2 separate regions of the Rattus norvegicus genome follow, and region 1 is linked to region 2. Evidence: chromatin contacts called from public Hi-C data. All regions are on one chromosome and are shown on one strand. The core of a region is the stretch at or near the end of the contact, and the rest is flanking DNA. Distances in the headings are between cores, read along the strand shown.

Region 1 (4,125 bases), core at 479-2,978, 76 kb before region 2:
GAGATCTCAGGTGTATGACACCATGCCCAGCCTGGCCCAGTTGTGTGAAACTGAACTCAGAATGGCATAAAAGCAGAAAGCAACATGTAAAGAAAAATTATGGATGGGCTGGAGGGATGGCTCAGTGGTTAGGAGCACTTGCAAAGGGCCAGGCTTCAGTTCCCAGCACCCACATGGCAGCTCACAACCATCTGTAACTTCAGCTCCAGGGGATCTAAGGTCACCCTCTGGCTACCTAGGATTCCTATGCACAGATCCTGCACATAACCTCAGGTAAACTAAATATTTAAATAATAACATATAGACACACACACACACACACACACACACACAAATTAAGAAATACAGAGCAAGAAAAGAAGCATGGTGAGTAGACTAAACACATACAGCAGACACATAAGCCTAATTATAACCAAACAATCTAGAGACTGGTGAGTTCCCTCGGTCGGTAAAGGTGCCTGCCACCAACCTGAGTAAGATGCAGGGAACCTGAATAGTAGAAGCAGAGAACCCACTTCTGCCAGCTGTTCTCTGGCTGCCACCAGTCAGCTTGGCGGATGTCAGCACACATGCATGCCTGTGCGTTTGTATAGCTCAGGGTGGCTTTCTTCTCATTATGTAGTCAAGAAGGACCTTGAACTACTGATCCTCCTGCCTCCAACTCCCAACTGCTGGGATTACAGGCATTTGCCATAATAGCCTCATTTCTATATAAATTTTAAACATAAAACTTCCTATTTCACACAGAGTAACTGGATTAATAAATCATTCACAATCAAAGAGAGAACAGCACAATCAGTATGTGTTAATTTTGAAAAATAAGAACAGTAATGATTGACATCACCATAAACATAGTTACTTTTTATGGAGACAAAGAAGAATGAGGTGGGGCTTTTTAAAAAGATAAACTCCAAGCATATGAAGCAAAATGACTTTTAAAAAGTTTTGTATGTGTATGTGTGCATTTAGGTATGTGCTCGCCACGGCCCGAGTGTGGAGGTCAAAGGACAATTTTCAGGAGTCAGTTATCTGCTTCTACATGAGTCATTTAGCTGGCCCCAAAATGCCTTTTAAATTTTATTTGCAGTGCTGGAATCAAACCCAAGGGCCTAAGGCTTGACATACAAGCGCTCTACAGCTGAACACCATCTCCAGGCCCTGCAAAAATGTTTTGATGGTTTAATCATGAGGTGTGTGGGCGTTATTAATGTTATTTTCTGTACTTCTCCGCATGTCTCTAATGCGTCCTAATTTACAAAACACAGTCCTCTGCTCAACACTCTCCAGGACATGTTGGTGTACAATTATGTTGGAAGCGCTTCTGGGCTGAAAAGGGGAAACCTGATGAGGCTGTTTTAAAACACATAAAACACAGTTGAAGGGACTGGAGAGATGGCTCAGTTAAGAGTACATACCGCTCTCGCAGAGGACTGGTGTTTAGTTCCTAGACCAGTGGGATCTCCGTGGGTGTCTGCACGCACATGTACATACGTACATATCCACACTGAGGGATGTGGGGAGTGGTACTCAGCGGCTTTCACACATAGGCGCGGCTTAGCTTTGCTGATGGGATGTAGGTGTGAGAAGTCCCGAAGCAGGCTGGGGACAGCGGGCTCAGCCCTTGGTCCGCTCGCCCGAGGCCCGGCTCCGCGGCGGGGAGGCCGGGCTTCGGGGCCCGGAGGCCGGGCGGGCCGCGCCGAGGGCGGGGCCGGCGCGCGGGGGCGGACCTCGGCGCGCTCCCGGCCGCTTGCTGGCTCTGGGGCCGCGGCGGCTCCTCTGCCGGGTCGCGCCGGAGGACAGGCTTCGGGCGGCGGCTTGGACGGCCTGCGGACCGAGCGGGTGGGCCGAGCCTTGGAACCCCACGCTTGCCGTCTGCCTTGCCCGCTAGCGCGGGGCGCGCGCCATGGCCGCCTCGCCCGGCTCGGGCAGCGCCAACCCGCGGAAGTTCAGTGAGAAGATCGCGCTGCACACGCAGCGGCAGGCCGAGGAGACGCGGGCCTTCGAGCAGCTCATGACCGACCTCACCCTGTCCCGGGTGAGCTTCGGGGTTGGCGCGGGCGGTGCGGGTGGGTCCGCGCGGCAGGAGAGAGGTCGCCCGGCCGAGGAGGCGTCGGCAGCGGGGACGGGCGGGGGCCGCGGCCTCAGTTCTTGCCGGCCTGGCGACACCAAATGCGGCTTGCGATCTCGGTGGACGGGCCTTCGGTGCGGTGAGCTGGAAACGGCCGAGTCCGGGGAGGCGGGCAGCGGGGCCGGGCGGCCTAAGCGGGAGGATGACCCCGAGAGGAAATCGCACGCAGCTGCAGCTCGGAGGCCGGACCGAGGCGCGCCTGGTTCGGGCGGTGCGGCTTCTCAGTGGACACCCACCGCTAGCGAGCCCTTGGCTCTCTGCGTGGAAGGCCTCGGGGGCTTGAGGGTCGCACATCGTCCCCGAGGGGAAGGCTCGGTGCACTCACAAGTGAATCGACGGCTGGCCCCTGAGTGGCAGCGGGCCTTGGTACCACGATGTAATTCGGTGGCTTTCCCACTTTCGCCTCTTGGAGGTGCTTTACGTGGTCCGGTGCATTTGTTCAGCATCAGATATTTAGTGAGAACTGACAGGGTGTCTAGCGCAGATGGTGACCACGGAGGGACTCAGAAGAATGAGTAAGAGAGAGTCGGGGCAAACACCTGGGAGGCTAGACAACTGGAGCGGACCGCAGAGGATGGAGAGCGCAGGAGTGTCTGGTGCAGACCGCAGAGGGTCAACGTGTGTGGGCAGCCTTGAGGATTCTGAGTGCTGGCCTTGAAGGCACATTGTCAGATGGGGGAGGCTGTGAAGATTCTGGGGGTGAGAGCAGATTGCAAGCTGGTTGTTTCCCTGCTTCCTGAGGTGCAGACGTACTATATTTTGGCCACCAAACACTGTGTTGTTTTGGGACTTAAAAAAACAAAAACAAAAAAAAACCCAAAATCTGTTGCCAGGGTTTAAATCAGGAGTTTTTTCTTTGAGCATAAACTTAATATAAACTAAACTAACATAAATCTATAGCATAAACCAAATTGACTTACTTTAAAAATTAAGAGAGCTGGAAACGATCTCGAATGTCAGTCACCACCCGCAAGTGGAGTATGAACTCTGTTTTGCCATAAATACAGTTCACACCATTCACTGTTACAGTCCCCTGCACCGAGGCCATTCATCGTATTTATATAATGTTATCTTTCGGTGTAGTAAGGACAGAGTGAACTGCTTTCATTCTCGATGCACTGAAGCATATATATGGGGGGATAAGTGGTAGGTACAGAATGCAGATATCTGCAGATACAGAAGCCTGAAGATTTCAAGGGGAAAAAAAATGTCCATATGCCCTGACCAGCTTCCTGCTTACCAGTTGGCATATACAGGCTTTTATATTTTGCGACCTTGATTAGACTGAGCTTGACAAGCTCACAACACACGGAAGAGGTGTATGAGGCCTGTGCTGTGATGTTAGGAGGTATACATGATGCACGCACACATGGGCACTCTTGTCTGTATAGCTGGAGTTGTTGATCCAGTCACTGAGGCCCCCTCTAAATCATCCCCTGTGGCGAGGCCATGAGTAATGTTCAGATTATTTTTATTCTTAGGGGACAAGGTTGTGCTCTGTAGCCCAGCTGGCTTCTAGCCTGATATCCCTTTTCCTCAGTGTGTAAATGCTGGGATTACAGGCAGGTACCATCATACCTGGTTCAGGTTTTTAAAAACAAACAAACAAAAAAAGGCCTCACAAACCCTTAGCGTTCATTTAGCTTTGATTTTACTCGCGTGTGTTCGCACATGATACTGAATGAGACTTTCGTTAGGTAGAGCTTTTCGATATCCTCACAAACCAAAGCATTTCTGTGTGCAACAAACTCAAGGTTATAAACGCAATAAATCCAAGCCACCTTTCCTAGTGTGTGATAAATGCTATTCTGATGCACCAACTTGGATTCTCTATGTGATATGTTGAACTTAATGAGCCTGATCAACGCCGGCTCATAGGCTAATCCAGTTGCTATTTCTGCTAATTACTACGAACGTATGTCACTTTGCCCTGTACCTGGGACGGGGAGTCACTAGCATGTTAGTTTGGCTTGTGTTTTCTCCTTGACCGGTGGGTC
Region 2 (4,044 bases), core at 973-3,472:
CCAAGTCTCCAAGGATGAGAATTATTTCTGGAGAATTATATTTGTTGGTGGGAGCTATTTTAAATGGTTTTTATGTATTTTCCCCCTGTAATTCATTAAAGTTTTTCCTTTTCTTTACTTTTGGATTTTAAAAATATCAACTAGCTTTACGAAAAAGTATTTCTTTTTATAGGACCCACCAAATAAAGTAAAGATTTTAAAATATAATCAAAAGCGCAGAAGTATGTCCTCTGCTCAGAACGGTAATGATGGCCTTTGCTGGGCACAGAGGTGGAGGCCCTTCACCATTATCGTTATTGGGAACAGATCAGGAGGGAGCATCTGCTTGCAGTATGGCGACACAAGCCATCAAGTAGACAAAACAGTCGCCAGCTCAGTTTCATCCCTAGGAAGCAAAGCCATTAGCCTGATACATGGTTGGTAGTGTTCATAATGGTTATTGAGTTACACGACAACTATGCAAATGATATAAAGTCATAAATGACAGAAATAAACTTTTATACAACCAAACAGGGTTTTTATAATTTCCCTCTTGTTTAATTGCCCATGCCCATGGTAGCATGTGCAGTTTAATTACTGTTTGGTATACACATATGGATCAGCACAGTAGCTCTCTGTGACATTTGCCCTGTCACACAGCCTAGCTTTATCAACCCAAACTGTCCCCCTCTCACAGTAGATTGGAGAAGGAGCTAAAGTGGCCCTTATTAGCAGCTTAGGAGCTAAGAGCAAAAGAGTGCAGACCGTGGCTGCCGATGGCCATCCCTGAGGACTGTAGAGCCTTCAGTCTCGGCTGAGGGGCAGAGATGTAGTCTGTATTCAGTGGCCCTTGAACCAGCAGTGAGCTCTGACCCACAGCGGTAAGGAGACGTTAAAGTGAAGTAGCCATAGAGAGCGAGCCTGTTAACCACACTTGTCTACCTGACACAAGTCCCTCAGGTCTAAAGACTCACCAGGAGCCGGGGAGAAGGCTCAGCCGGTGAAATCCTGGCCATGCAAACATGAAAACCAGCGTCTGTGTCCCTGGAATCCATGTAAAAATCAGATGTGCAGTACGGTAATCCGAATACTTCCATGGGAAGGTGAGAAGTGGAGACAGGGGAACCCCCAAAGGTCATGAGCAGATGGTATGGCGTGTGCGGCGGCAGACAAGAAGACAGCCTGCCTCAAAGAGGGCTGGAGTGGAGCAACAGCCAGGGTGGTCCTTTGCCATGCACACAGGTCATGGATTGCACGTGTGTGTGCGCGCGCGCACACACACACACAGAATATAAAATGAAAGTGTCATCGGTGTGGCAGGGAGGTCTAGATGGGAAGTCTGTGAGTCTAGAACGTAGGATGCACTGTGGTTACCATTTCTGCACCCCATCTTTCTACTTCACATGAAGTCTATGAGGAGCTATCTAGGCTTGCCAGACATGAGAGCACATTAAAGGAATATGGACTCAAATGTATTTTGTTACGTCAGCCCTCTAAGACTCCAAGGCTACCAAGTTTCCTGCAACACATGTGACCTTGGCCGTTGCTGTCCTGACCCTGTGGGACTGCTTTGAATTAATGTCCTCTATTTCCAGATAATTAGTCATAAGTCTCTGCCTTTTGTTTTCAACTGTTTTGTTATAGCTGTGCTCTTTGGTATTTGTGTGTTTGTGGTAGTATGTAATAGTAGCAGTAATAGAAATCTAAATTTGGCTATTTAATTATTGAAATAAACCTGTCAGTCATTACTGCTGCTGTCCTTTGGCAACTTAAGTGGACGGCCTGAGAGCAGTGTGCAATCTCTTACCCCACCCCCACCCCCTTCACTAGAGCAAGCTCTGCTCTTTCTCTCCCTCAGTGTGCCATGTAGTTTTGGTCTTCACTGCCACACCCTACTTTACTGCTTTTTGTCCAGTCTTTTGGTTTTCTATCTGTCTTCCTGGCCTCAAGGCTGCCCCACAGCCTCATGCTGTACTACAAACACAGTCTCTGACTGGGTTAGCTCTAACCCAGGTCTCTGCTCTCTACTTCGTCCATATGACCAGCAGACTTCTTCGCCCATGTCTCCCACTCCTCTAGCTCATGCGTAGCCAGACGTCACCACTTCCCGTCTCTGCTGTCTGTGTCTGCCTCTGCTCCCTTTCCTTACTCCTCCGCTCTGCCTGTTTTCACTGAGGCAGCCCTTTAACCTTGCTTCCTCTTGCCTGAACTCCTCCAGGCACAGCACAGCTGCGAGGGACATAGACTTTCTGAAGGCACCCTGCCCAGAAAGCTAGTCCCAGAGCTCGCAGTGTGACCTTGGGCAGGATAATAGTTCCTAAATTGCTCCAAGGATTACAGGAGAGCACAGCGTGAGGTGCCAGGTACACAGCAGCGGTTCCCATCTTACCTTCCTCTTCTTCAGTGCCTACCCAGGGATGTCCCTGCCCCCTGCTCCAGTCTGGGGAAGAGGGTGGCACCAGCAGGGTACCACACAGGGAACCGGCTCGCCTCTGAGGTGCTTTCGCTGTCATAGCTCTTCCTGTACAGGCACTGCTCAGCCTTAGTACTTAGACTTCGTGTCTTGAAGATGGAGAGACTCTTAACATACCACAATAGACCATTGCATAAAACGGCATTCATCATTTTTAACAAAATAATCACATTTTAGTGATCAGAATGGGCAAGTTCCCTACTCTTTCTTTAAAAGCTATACTTAAAAGTTTGACTGAGAAGTCTCTCTCCCCTCCTCCTGTCACAGCTGACTCTGGACATTACCTTTGCACGCTTCATTTCCTGATGGCCTGTGCAGGCAGCCTGTCCTTGCAGTCCTCAGTCACAGAGCGAATGAGCAGTAGCTTAGTCCAGCTCTGTGCAGCTTGGCCCCTTTGCATTGCTTTTTTAATTGTTTTCTTTTCAAAACAAGGTTTCTCTGTGTAGCCCTGGCTCTCCTGGAACTTGCTCTGTAGACCAGGCTGGCCTCTAACTCAGAGATCCACCTCCTTCTTCCTCTCCAGTGCTGGGATTAAGGGCATCCACCACCACTGCCTGGCTTCTTTACTGTTTTACTTTTTGCTTTGTCTGTCTGTGGTGTTGGACTCAAATCCATGGCAGGTCACACACCTGCATCAACATCTCTAAAGGCTGTGTCCAAGAATCCTGTCTTAGCAGACGTACCCTAGTGGTCGTGTAGATGCACTTTAAAAAAAGGTTTTAGTCACTTACTTAGGTTCTGTTTTTCTGGTTGCCTGAGAGAAGGCCTGTGTTTTGTGAGCAAGCTTAATTAATGAACCTTTGGCACCTTTGGGAGCTCTTAGTGTCCATCCTGCCCCTGGGCTCCACTAAGATGCTACAGCTTCTGCCACTTACAGAATCTGCTGCCACGACGTCTGTCCTCCTACCTGTGCCTGGTCACTGCCCCGACCTTCTGTTGCACACTGCAGAGACTGAGCGAGTATCTGCTGAGTGGATGATTGTTATGTGTTTAATTTCTATAGACTAATTTGGGCTAGTTTATAGTTTAACCATTTCCTCTAGAAACTTAGCTAAGCTGAGCTATGTTTAAAGGCTTAGACTTGAGTTTTTAATAACGATTCAGTGCTGAGAACTGACTTGGTATAACTGATTGCTCTGAGGAGAATGGTTACCCAGTCCATGTTAGGGACGGCTATTCAGTTTTAGCCTAGAAGTGCAGAAGGAGCTATATGTAGTCATCGGCAGTATGCCTCATGGGCTAGCTGCTCTTCAGTCAGGACTGATTCCAAATCGGTTTTTTAAATTATCTGTGAATAGCCATCACATAAGGATATCACATATACTGACTTCAGATATAAGCACGGGAGAGTCCAGAATATGTCACAGGGCCTGTCCTGGAACTTGGACCCATGGTAGCTGGCACATCAGTGATAGGGACTCCAAGTCCACCTGCCCACCCCGTGGGTCACACGTTTGGGAGGGTGACAAGACAGACTTTTTTTGCTTTGTGTTTTGAAGACAGGTTCCCAGACTTTGTCTGCACTGTTCTTTTGAGTTGGCAGGAACCTTTGGGACTAAGACACTTTTGAAGGAAAAGCTCTTGGGCACCAA

Evidence for each region. A called contact is a pair of places that touch in the nucleus more often than the background predicts.
Region 1: a contact with region 2 is called in a Hi-C map of kidney, with 2.6 times the contacts expected there. The contact joins the promoter of Crtc3 here to the enhancer-like site in region 2. A contact is called at or near these places in 7 of 12 Hi-C or Micro-C datasets (Schwann cells, frontal cortex, hepatocytes and 4 more) and 1 of 1 datasets of contacts at active chromatin or transcription factors (oligodendrocytes).

Annotation. Positions count from the first base shown.
Region 1 is chr1:144,061,891-144,066,015 of GRCr8, reverse strand. It overlaps Crtc3 (CREB regulated transcription coactivator 3), which reads left to right and starts at 1,728. Exons shown (of 15, transcript NM_001427241.1): 1 at 1,728-2,035. The coding sequence starts at 1,904. It also overlaps the pseudogene LOC103691178.
Region 2 is chr1:143,986,954-143,990,997 of GRCr8, reverse strand. The region is part of intron 6 of Crtc3 (CREB regulated transcription coactivator 3); the gene reads left to right. Among named protein-coding and RNA genes, the nearest start is that of Crtc3, 75 kb to the left of the region's middle. Within about 2 kb of position 2,222, at least 2 of the 93 cell types and tissues checked have an H3K27ac peak or open chromatin away from gene starts, as enhancers often do.